Regions from separate parts of the Oryctolagus cuniculus genome. Here regions 1 and 2 are each linked to region 3. Evidence: chromatin contacts called from public Hi-C data. All regions are on one chromosome and are shown on one strand. Each heading gives the region's core, a stretch centred on a gene start, on an enhancer-like site or on the middle of the called end of the contact. The rest is flanking DNA. Distances are from core to core; before and after follow the strand shown.

Region 1 (3,837 bases), core at 999-3,498, 540 kb after region 3:
GTAATTGCAAACACAGCCCTTGTACATGACGAAGGATTCCGGCTCATGTGAAACAGAAATGAATACACCACTAGGAGCTGCCATCACAGACAGGAAGTAACTTTAATTAAATATTGTGAAAGTTGAAAAGTTTTTACAGCTTGAATTTTTGCAAAAAAAAAATTATAACAATCTCTACAGTAGTTAGGTTCTCTAACAATTGAACTGTACAGTGTGTGTCTATTCAAAAAGTTTTGATAAGAAGGTGAAAGGTTAGTAGATTTAGAGATGACTGCATTAAGCTGCATCCTAGTACAATGTGAGGCCAGGGCATGTTATCCAATCCAGTCATCCAGAAGCTGTGTTATTCCCCCAAAACCGAAATCTTAATTCTCTATTTCATTTTCTTCTTAAAGCCATATTCTGTATTTAGGGGAACATCCTTTACTTACAAAACTTTTGTGGAGAAGAAAGAGGGTCAGAGGGCCAGAATGTCTTTTTCATCTAATCAATATAAACAGATGCAACAAAACACAAATGATACACATTTTAAAGGCTCTTTGGACTTTCAAGAAAAGTTCTAACCACTGCACATGGCTGACAGATGGGTGGTGTCTGCTGCCGGGGCTGAGCCGGACACCTCACCGGCTGACCACTGGTTCCTTCGCAAACAGTTAAAGGGCCCACCAGACAAAATATGGCTTTACATTGTATACATCTTCAGGCCAGCACTTACCACACGAATCAGACCACCTCTCTGAGTACCGAGAAGCAATGCTAAACCTTGCTTACATTTTCCAGTTTTTATTATTATCAGTCATCATCATTATGATTTCTCACCATGAAAAATCAGCTTTCATCCCCCCCTCCCTCCCGCTGCTCCCCTCCCCCGCCCGCCCCAACCCATAAAAATCGCACTCTGACAGTCTAGTGAAAACCATTGCAAAATCCATATGGGGGCATGCACAGTTGCAGCATTGTTGTAAATGATTTCTTGCTCTACTAGAAAAAGTTACATTGTCTTAAGGTAACAAAACAGTTCTTTTGTGCTTTTCGATTTCTTTGTTGTTGTTTTTTTTTTTCTTTTTTTCTTTTTCTTTTTTCTGAGAATGTTAGTGATGACTGAGAGTTCTGGTGCACAGTTGCAATGTACAAGTGAAATGAATATGATCTGCATGGTTAAGGCATCCAATCTGCTGGTTTATATTTATGTGAAGGACAGAGGAAATATACAAGCAGACTTGAGAAAGAAAGTATGTTCATTGATTTCTATGAAGTTTCTCCCCCGAAATTTAATGCACAAAATGCGTCACTCCAAAGGGAGAGATTCATGCATATTAATAGAGTAAAACAGCAATAGGGTTTTTTTTGTAAGCTTCCAAAGCAAAGGATACATTTTTTTTAAATCTACAGAACTAAGTACTACAAGAATAATATGCTACTATTTTTGCCATATATTGGAAAAAACTTCTTAACTTACAAATAATACAAAAATAGACAATGGCTTTTGGGTGGGAATAAAAAAAATTGAAGCATGGTTTAAAACAATACTAAAAATAACTATAAATGAAATGTTTAAAAATCACATTGAAACAGCTAATACAACTGTAGGTGACCAAACAAATACGCACTTTTCACATAGCAAACATACACAATAAAATAAATTGGGGGTGGAAGGAAGAGAGGAAGGGAAAAGCAATGTACAAATTCCAAAGATAAATACATTATTTATATGGATATTTTACAAAATCCCCTTTAAAACAAAAAGCCTTTTAATTAACTTTGCAAGTATGTGCAAGCTAAAGGTAGTGAGCTTTTTTTCTTTGCAAAATATGCAGTAAAATCTTTTTGTGATATTGAAAAACTGTCTTAAGACATTAAAATGTATAAATAGAACAACAACTTTGGCAAAAAATCACAAAAAATCTACAGTATTTATAACTACATACAAAAACACAACCGCAAAGAAAAAAATATCAGGCAAACGCATCCTCAGAGCTTTGCTGCCTCTTTGCCATTAACTCTTATATTTAAGAACACTTTCCAGCTACCGAGAGCAAAAATTCCCATAGAACACAAAACTATGTTTTGGAGGTCTCCACCTTCTTTCCCTTTCCCCCAGTTTCCTTTTCCTCTTAATTCCAAAGCACTTAACGTGTTGTTCGAATCTGTGACACTGTGAACGGAAGGCTCAGTGACACAGGCCCTGTCTTGAATGGGACAATCGAAATAAGCTCCACGGTGCTTTAGTCAACTTTTGGAATCTTGGTGTGAAGTCAGCAGTGAGGCTGGTACAGTGTAAGTGCGAGTTTGGCTTGGGAACTGGAGGGCCGAGTGTGGAATTCTGTGCCTGGACCCTGTTCTGTGGAGTCTCAAAAGAGATTCTCACGTAGTCCGCGCGCCTCTGAGCTCTCAGAGGCCGGCGGCTTTGAAAGGGGCTGACGTAAGTCAGAGAGAGAAGGAAGGATATCAGGTTTAAATATGCAGTTTGAATGATCTGTCTAGAGGCACTGGATTTTTTGAGTAGAAGGGAAAAATGTGATCACTGACATCGCTTTTTCACTTTCCAGGCTGCATTTATATACACAGTCACTTAAGACAACAATATAAAAGAGATAAATAAACAGGCTTGCACTGCTAAGGGATGGCAGATGAAGTTAGATACTGCGAATGCACGGTCTGAGCTAACTACCATTTGATATGCTTTAAGGCGCAAAAGCCGACCCTTAGTTTTCTAAAAAATCTAACTGGCATTCCTATTCTGTCCCATACAAGCTTTTTTTTTCTTTTTTCAAACTTTTTTGTAAATATCACCAGTTCATTCTCCCTTTACACAGCTTTAAAAACATCATAAATTAAAACATGGAGTCTTATTTATAGTGTCCCTTGTATATAGCTTTACGGTTTATAAAAGACAAATGATTGCAGAGTTAAGCTTTAAAAAAAAAAAAAAAAGAAAAAGTGGATTTGCTTTTATCAGTACAGAATAAATATATCCCCCAAACACTCGGGAGGTACAACTTTAACCAACACCCTGCACTGGCAGATTCCTTCCAATTTCAGTATTTGCAAGGTCGGTGATTTTTGTTTGTTTAAAAATCTGCAGTTATTGTGATTCCTCTTAAAAAGGCCTGAGTTAAAAGTTCCACTCTGGGACTTGTATCAGATTACTCTCTGTAGCAGAATCCAACCTCTTCATTAATAAAATTCTTCAAGGCAATCCTTTCACATGGGAGGAACAATCATGCCAGATATCGCTATGGAAAGAGAAGACAGAAGTCAATGGCTTAGCATTCAAACTTCTCACTGAGGGGAAAAAAAAATAAAAAGCATGCATACACATCTACATTGATTGAATATTACCCACACACGTGCTCTCATCATCTCTGGAGTAAGTTTTTGTTATAATACATATATGTACTGTATTAAATATTATAGTATATCAGCATGCGTATGTATCTCCATCAGAACAGAATAGCCTAAGCATCACTCCAAATCTGATTGCAATTTAAAAACATGACTGGAAAGTTAAATAGTTTGAATACCATTGGGAAAGTTACAGCCCCAAACCTTGCAAAACAGTGAAAATTTTCAATCTGTCCCTCTTACCCACATCACCTCCCGGCCCTGACTTCACATCCAGAATATAAATTGGTCCATCCCATTTGCCAGTAATTTTCTAAAAGCAACAATAACACCACCACCACCACCACCTACGACTTTGCTGTGCACAAAAATGGAGCCACAGGGCAGCCTTCTGAATGCCTTCGCATCAGCCCTCAGGCTGCAGGAAACACAGCCGCTACTACGGCAGGCCTGCTCACTGGGAATGTGGAGTTGGGGGAAAGCTCAGAGCGG
Region 2 (3,718 bases), core at 1,010-3,509, 950 kb after region 3:
CGTCTAGAGCGCTGAGAGAAAAAGCACATCCTCTCCCCAAAAGATAAGAGACTCATGAAATACAGCCCAACTAGGGCCAGCGGGGACGTCCCGGGAAAAGAGGGAATCCTTTCTGCTCGCCCGCCCCCAGGAGGCCAGGCTTGGGACTTGTCCTTTACAAATTTCCCTAGGTCTCAGTTCCCCGGGTGAGGGCCCGCCGTCGTTGAGAGAGGGTGTCCCCTTTCCTTTGCCATTTGCTGCGAACGAGTGGGGAGGGCAAACGCCCCCTTAAGTGCTGGGCCGAGGTGAAAATAGGGCGACGCGCAAAGGCGCAAAGCCCTTTCACGCACGGCCGGAGACAGAGGACGCGCGCTGCAACTTCAAGTCCGGGGCGAAGGTGTTTAGAGACCAAGGTGCGGTCCGAGGAAGGCGAGGGATAGGAGAAGGTGGGCGCCCCGGGGCTGTGGGACAGCAAGGACCTGCGCGGGCGCAGCTCCGCTGGAGCTTCTGATCGCACCCCTGGCGCCAGCAGGAGTGGCGGAGCACCCGGACTCCACCGCCCGCAAAACCCCAACTCTGATTCGTGGCCTCCACCCGCCTCTCTCGGGGACTCTTGGGAGCAGCAGACTGGGGTTCCACCGGAAATCCGGACTCTGACCTCTGTTTCCCACCCTGGAATTTCCGCGAAGGCCCCTTGACTCACCGAGGCTGACACTTCCAGCCCCTTGGAGCACACCTCGCCCCCATGGTGCAAACAGGGAAACTGAGGCCCAGACAGGTACAAAGACACGCGCACACGACACCTTGGGGGCTCTGTGGTAGGCATGGGACCAGAAGCCTGGGTTCTGGGTACCCGCCGAAACTTTCCGGGAGCGAGCCTGCCGCCTCTCTCGGGTTTCCCCCGGGGCGGTCCCAGATAATAATAGATCCCATTTGTGGAAGGCTTTACGGGCATGAAGTCTCTGAATTTCCACCGCAGACTAAGCAGACAGATAAGAACACTCCCATTTTACAGGTGAGCAAACTTGAGGCCTTGTGAGGGAAATAGGAAAAAAGAAAAACAGAAAACTTGTCCGAGGCTAATAAGGTAGCTAAGCCAGAATTTCATCAGAGACTATCCTTAACGCTGCAGAGAAACCATTCACCCAGCGGAGGTGCAAACCTCCTGCCCCCTAAACGCTCGTGGGTCCCTTGGCTGCCTGGAGTCCCTCTCCCGAATGAGAAAGGAACGAGGACACACGTTGTCCTCTGTGGACGGGCAGCGGAGGAGAGAGAGGAAAGGGGGAAATTCCGAAAAGTGTGCCGACCGAACGCGCACTCACGATTCTGCCCACCTGCGGGAACAGGGGGCGATGGGGAAGCGCCGGCTGCAACCCCAGCTCTGCCACATAAGCCATTTGGCCTCTAGTGAGCTGCTTCTGCCAGTCCAGGGTGAGGTCTGAGGGCTCAGGACAGCTCGCCTGAATGAAACACGGTCAGCACTGGACTTTGCCGCAGTGTCCCCGATGCCCGTTAGAGGACAGAAATCTAGACACCTGCAGGCACGCTTTCATAAGAGAGAAGAAGGTTCGCGCAAAGTAGGGAGAATACATCTGGGGGTACTGCCAGAAAGGGTCGCTAAGGTCGACGGTGCCCCGGGGCGGGCGTGACCACACCGCACTCCGCGGCTCTTATCCGTGGTCTCCGGTTCAGAGGAGGGCCCCGCTCCCACGGTAGACGAGGCTCTAGGGAGGGAGAAGGGAGCTCTCCAGCGTTTTTGTAAAGAAGCGTCCTGCAGTAGCGTACGCCCGGTGGAAGAAACCTTGGTGGGGAGAAAGGGCGGTGTGGGCCTTAGGGGTCAGCTGGAGAAGGAACGGCGAATTTAGCGCACAAGCTGAAGACACTTGGAAGCAAAAAGTTAGCCCGCGTATTTCCCGAGGCGCGCAATTCACTGTATATTTACGGGTCACTGCGCTGGGCAGGTCTTTGTTGGCTATGCAGTATGAGATACTTGCGATGTGAGTGTGCAAAAAGGTTTGCACGAGCGAAGTGTGGCTGCAGGTTTGTGGGCCTGTACTAAGGTGTGTGTGTGTGACGGTGAAAGAGAGCGCGCACTTGGCCGCATATGCCCGGGCTTGAGGAGGCATTAGCGCCACGGGAGCAAACGTCTAGTGTGTACATGCGTGACTTAAAGGCGGGCTTCAGTGAGTGTGCAAGTGCAGAAGTACGTGTACATTGTGCAACAGCATCGCACATGTGCGTGTGAGGCTGAACCTGTATGTGGTTCCAGTGTAAGCGTTGTGTCAAACCCAGCAAAGAAGTCCTAAAAATCCACCTCCAGCCGGAAGAAAGCAGCAGGCAGGATGAGAGGGTCCAAGGCCAGGGGACCAGAATTTTGCTCCTTTGGCTTTGCAGGTAGCTGGGAACAGCCTACCGGGCCCGGGGCCAACGCGGAGGCCTCGGGTTAGCGCCCAGCTCGGCTCAGCTCCGCTACGGGAGGATGAAGCCAGTTCCCGCTGCTGGCGAACCAATTACACGCAAAGGTCCCTGCTGGACAGTTCCGCGCTCCTAATTGTTCCTCGCCGACAGTTTCTGATTATTGATGCCGTGGGTCGCAAAGGAGTCCGCTTTCGAGTTATTTGCTTTTGTGTTTATTTTTTATTTATTATCTTCACGGTCATTATTTGGTGGCTGCCGTAAAGACGACGCGAAACCCAGCGAGGCGGCCCTGCCCCACCTCTCGGAGGCCGCCCTAGGCGTGCTGGTGACCCGCGGGCGCCGCATCCTCCCTTGAGATGGAGCCACAGCGCCACCTCGCGATCCTCCAGCCCCCTCCCGTCGAGGCCACTGAAGGCCGGGACCTTGCCTAGCTCCCCAGTTCCCTCCACTGGGTTTCTATTCGCGTTGACCCTTTCTCATCCTCCCTCCACAACTTTCTCCGCCAGAGCCTCCAGGGCCACAGTCACTCTCTACCCTCTCCTCGCGCACTGGCGGAACCTTCTTCTCCACCTGGTGTAGCACCGCTCGCCTGGGGAATCACTGAGACCGTTCCCTGCTTTCCCTGGCGCTGTCATATCACTTTGGACAGGAAATATGTTTTCGTGGCTCTCACCCCTCCCTAATAGGAGAGCATTTCAAGGATCATTATTGCCGCTGACTCAATCACAATTTAACTTCACAGTAAGTCATGCTATAGAGCATCTTTTTGTTGTTCCTATACATTTTTGTACCCTATATTAACGACCACATATCAGAGAGAACATAATACTTGTCTTTTGGGGACTGGCTTATTTCACTAGACGTAATGGGTTCCAGTTGCATCCATTTTGTTGCAAATAGGATTTCATTCTTTTATATGACTGAGTTGTATTCCATAGTGAATATATACCATAATTTCTTTATCCAATCATCAATTGATAGACATCTAGGTTGATTCCCTATCTTAGCTATTGAGAATTGGGCTGCAATAAACACAGATAACTCTTTCATATGCTGATTTCATTTCATTTGGGTAAATTTCCAGGAGTGGGATGGCGGGGCCATATGGAAGATCTATTTCAGCTTTCTGAGGAATCTCCATGCTGTCTTCCATAATGATTGTACTAGTTTACATTCCCATCAACAGTGATTTAGGGTACTTTTACCCCCACATCCTCATCAGAATTTGTGATTTTTTGATTTTTGGATGATAGCAATTCTAACTGGCACGAGATAAAAATTCACTGTGGTTTTTATTTACATTTCCTTGATGGTTAGTGAT
Region 3 (3,607 bases), core at 848-3,347:
GTGCTGGGTTGGAAGAAGCTGACCAAGTATCAATAGTTCCATGTAGATGCACATGCTTTCAGCTTCTCAAAAGTGTCTCTGAGCAGCCTCATGGAAGGTTGGGGCATGTTGGAGAGCCTCAGAGAAATTGTATCTCCTCTTTTGTAGTTGACTTTTTCCAGGATTAGAGAGCTAGTGGACCTTTGTGTGTCCTTTCACCTGCAGTGGCTGACAGATAACTCTTTAAGAAACAGTCCTTGCCTATTACTTGCACCAAATAAATGGAAGTTACTAGTGCTCAACTAGGTCTTGGAGTCTTTCTCTCACCAAATGACTCTGGGGGTTGAATGGACAAAGGCCAGAAATAATTTCAGTAGGATTGAATTTAGGGGTGCATCTCGGTCAGGAAGCTACAAGGAAAAGAGGTTTGTTCCAAAAGCCATTGGAGCAGGTTATGTTACTGGGATAGGCATAAGAATTATCACAGCGTGTCCCTTAACTCAGCTTTTTAATTAATATTCAAGAATTTGCTTTCTGACTCCTGCCCAAGTCACTCACTGCAAGGTCTTAACACAAAATCAGCAGCACCTGGAAAATCTATAACATTCATGTTTCCACTCTCCAGGCCAATGCCTGTAGCAATGGCATCCGTCACTAACTGGTGCCACTATGTTCTCTGGAAAGGTGAAGGTGTGGCTTCGAGATCGTTTGTGCCTAGTTATCTGAGCAGCCATGGAGTCGGTCACAGACTCTAGCCAGAGCTCCCACTCTGGGCAGTGCTCTTCAGATGTTTCCTTCTTGGGTGAATGAGATTGCAGGACTTGGGTACTCTTGTCGAGGCAATATGAATTTCTACCCCTACTGAATGTCACTAGAGGCAACCTGAGATATTGGAAAGGATGATAGAAGAAGAGATATGAGGTTAGGGTATAGTCTTGATATTGCTACAAAAGAGCTGGGAGGTCTTATGTAAGACATCACCTGACTGGCCCTCAGTTTGCTTCCTCTGTAAGAGGAGGGGTTTGAGAAGATTAATTGCTGTGGCCTTGGAATGTCTTTGGTGTTATGCAGCAGCTGGGTCCTGCACATGCTCTACTCCAGGGAAGGCAAACATGTGACCAGCATGCGGCTGCCGTACGTGCCCATGCCTTCAGCAGGCACTGGCAGTGTTTCACAGCAGTCTTCCCTGTTTATGTGCACTTGGTCTTAGAATCCTTCTCGGTCTTTTTGGTAGAGGTCTAATAAGCTGCTACTGATTGATCAGGCTATGCAAGGGAAATAAAAATGATTTGCCTTTCTAATGGGCTTAATTGTGTCCCTCCCATAAATTCAGATGGAAATAGGGTCATCACAGAAGGGATAAAGCAGAAATGACAGAGGAACAAAGAGTGCCACATAGCTCCAGAGAGGGGTCCAAGCCATTATTCAGATATCCAAAGCCACCGGGTTGAATCACCACTTCAGATCTGGTGGAGTTTGATTGGCTGAGAGAAAGAGAAATTGGAGCTGGGAGGTTGTCTCAGCACTTAGCTAAGGGTTTGGAATTTCACCTGCTAGATGGCGCTGTCCTCTAAGAAAAGGCACCGGCTCTGCTTGAATGGAAGCTTTGCTAAGGAAACAGGAACAGCACAAGTTGAAAAGTATTGTTGGGCTGGAGGTAAGGGGCTGGAAGCAGCCTTTTCTCCAGCAGCAACATCTCCTGTTGTAGTGCTTCTGGTTCCTTTTAGAATTTTTATTTTGCAGTGTGAGAGTTGGATGCATTACAGCTGAAAAGGGCTGTTTACTCTGACAAAAGATTTGTGTGTGCATGTGTGAGTGCATGCGTGTGTGTGTGTGTGTGTGTGTGTGTATGTGTATCATGGGGAGGGCGCAGTTTTAGTCATGAAGTCCCTCCCCAAAGCTACATCTTACTAATGACATGTCTCAAACCTGATGTTTGGCCTTGACTTCCACGAGATCACTGAAAGAAAGGAACAGTTGGTTCTTTCTGCCTTCTGTGCACTGAGCTGGATGCCTGGCATGCGGAGTGACTGCACTCTGAAGCCTTCTAGCTCAGCTCTAGTCAGGAGCAGACTGCATGTAGGCACCAAGACCCCTTGTCTGTGCAGTTTTCATTTTAGACAGACAGACTGGCTCCTGGGGCTCAACTTCTCCTACTCTATCAGCAGCCAGAAGGAAGAAAAACAAAGATAAGGGGAGGGGAAGGTGAAAACCAGGAGGGGACTCAAAGGGCTGGAGGGGAAGACAGATGAGAGTCTCCGGAAGCAAAGGGCAGAGGTGAAGGGTGTGAGGGAAGGAGAGTGAAAGAAGGGGACCAGGTGTCCAGAAGGAAAGGGGAGTAGCTATGGAGGAGGAGAGAGGATGGAGGCTGCCGGAAGTGGGAGAAGTGGGAACTGGAGTGAGATTTCACGTCCTCATTGCTGGAGCCAAGACACTGAAAAGGCAGGGAATGGAGGCTGTGTCTGGCCAACAGGAAGATGGGGGCAGGGAAGCTGAGTCACTGGGGAAAATCTGATCAAGGTCCAGAAGGAGGGGAAACCGCCACAGTGAGGAAGTTGCAGAAAAGCCAGGTGGGAGATGGGCAAGCAAGCCTTGATCAGGAGGTCCTGGAAGCTAGGAAGGCAGAGAGCAGAGCTGAGCTAAGACAGGAAAAAACCAAGGAGAAGGAACAAGCAGAGCACAACACACAAGTGAGAGTGAGGGAACAGGGAAGGGGCCATTAATAGAATGCTTACCTGCATGTCGTAAAAACTGGAATGTGTGTGTTTTGGCCTGCGGCCATTGTGCAGGAAACACAGTGTGGCTTTTAAGCAAGTTGTGGAGTGGTTGAGTCCACACGTTAGTAGCTTACCTTAGTGTGTTGCTTTGAAATGCAGCTGTGAGCAGCTGCCCTCTGACTGGCTGGCAGCCTGCTGTCGGAGACATCTGACAGAGCTACTGTCCGAACAGAGGTTTTGTCCCTGCTCTGTTACGGTGCTCCAGGTTCGGAGGCACCACTTCTCTTCCAGGATAAGAGTTGAATTGTGGTCCCTGTGACAGTGTCTTGTGGTTGGACAGGGGTGAAAGCTCTGAGAGGGCAGAAGAGGGGAAAAGCGGTTAAGGGTAATGTGGGATCGGGTCTGGCGCTGTAGCTTAGTGGACTAAGCCTCTACCTGCAGTGCTGGCATCCCATATGGGTACTGGGTCATGTCTCAGCTATTTTCCCGATCCAGCTCTCTGCTTATGGCCTGGGAGGACAGCGGAAGATGGCCCAAGTATTTGGGCCCCTGCACCTGTGTGGGAGCCTCAGGAGAAGCTCCTGGATCCTAGTTTGGATTGGCTCAGCTCCAGACATTGGGGCCATCTGGGGAGTGAACCAGCAGATGGAAGACCTTTCTCTATATCTTTTCTTCTCTTTCTGAAACTCTACCTCTCAAATAAATAATATCTTTAAAAAAAAAGGTAATGTAGGATGGAGGTTAAGAGGCCCCTGGAGACTGATGGCCACAGTCTAGTTTCTAGTTTTACCACTTTACTCTGACACATGAGAAGTCTTCTAGAGTTTGTGGAAGAATGGAATGAAAAGTGAGTTTATTTTAGTAAATTTTTTTTTGTGAATATTCATGTGTAATTTTTATGTGTTACGTAT

Evidence for each region. Hi-C and Micro-C count contacts between places; a contact is called where the count stands out from the background.
Region 1: a contact with region 3 is called in a Hi-C map of embryonic fibroblasts, with 6 times the contacts expected there. The contact joins two enhancer-like sites. A contact is called at or near these places in 5 of 6 Hi-C or Micro-C datasets (ear pinna, embryonic fibroblasts, psoas muscle and 2 more).
Region 2: a Hi-C map of an unstated tissue shows a contact between it and region 3, with 12 times the contacts expected there. The contact joins two enhancer-like sites. A contact is called at or near these places in 4 of 6 Hi-C or Micro-C datasets (liver, psoas muscle, skin fibroblasts and 1 more).

The regions. Positions count from the first base shown.
Region 1 is chr6:45,601,548-45,605,384 of mOryCun1.1, forward strand. It overlaps EBF1 (EBF transcription factor 1), which reads right to left. Exons shown (of 16, transcript XM_008255335.4): 16 at 79-3,236. The coding sequence ends at 3,205. Among named protein-coding and RNA genes, the nearest start is that of EBF1, 410 kb to the right of the region's middle. Within about 2 kb of position 2,249, at least 2 of the 8 cell types and tissues checked have an H3K27ac peak or open chromatin away from gene starts, as enhancers often do.
Region 2 is chr6:46,017,647-46,021,364 of mOryCun1.1, forward strand. All of the region lies in intron 2 of LOC103347947 (a long non-coding RNA gene), which reads left to right. Among named protein-coding and RNA genes, the nearest start is that of EBF1, 5.8 kb to the left of the region's middle. Within about 2 kb of position 2,260, at least 1 of the 8 cell types and tissues checked has an H3K27ac peak or open chromatin away from gene starts, as enhancers often do.
Region 3 is chr6:45,064,419-45,068,025 of mOryCun1.1, forward strand. No RefSeq gene overlaps it. Among named protein-coding and RNA genes, the nearest start is that of CLINT1, 300 kb to the left of the region's middle. Within about 2 kb of position 2,098, at least 2 of the 8 cell types and tissues checked have an H3K27ac peak or open chromatin away from gene starts, as enhancers often do.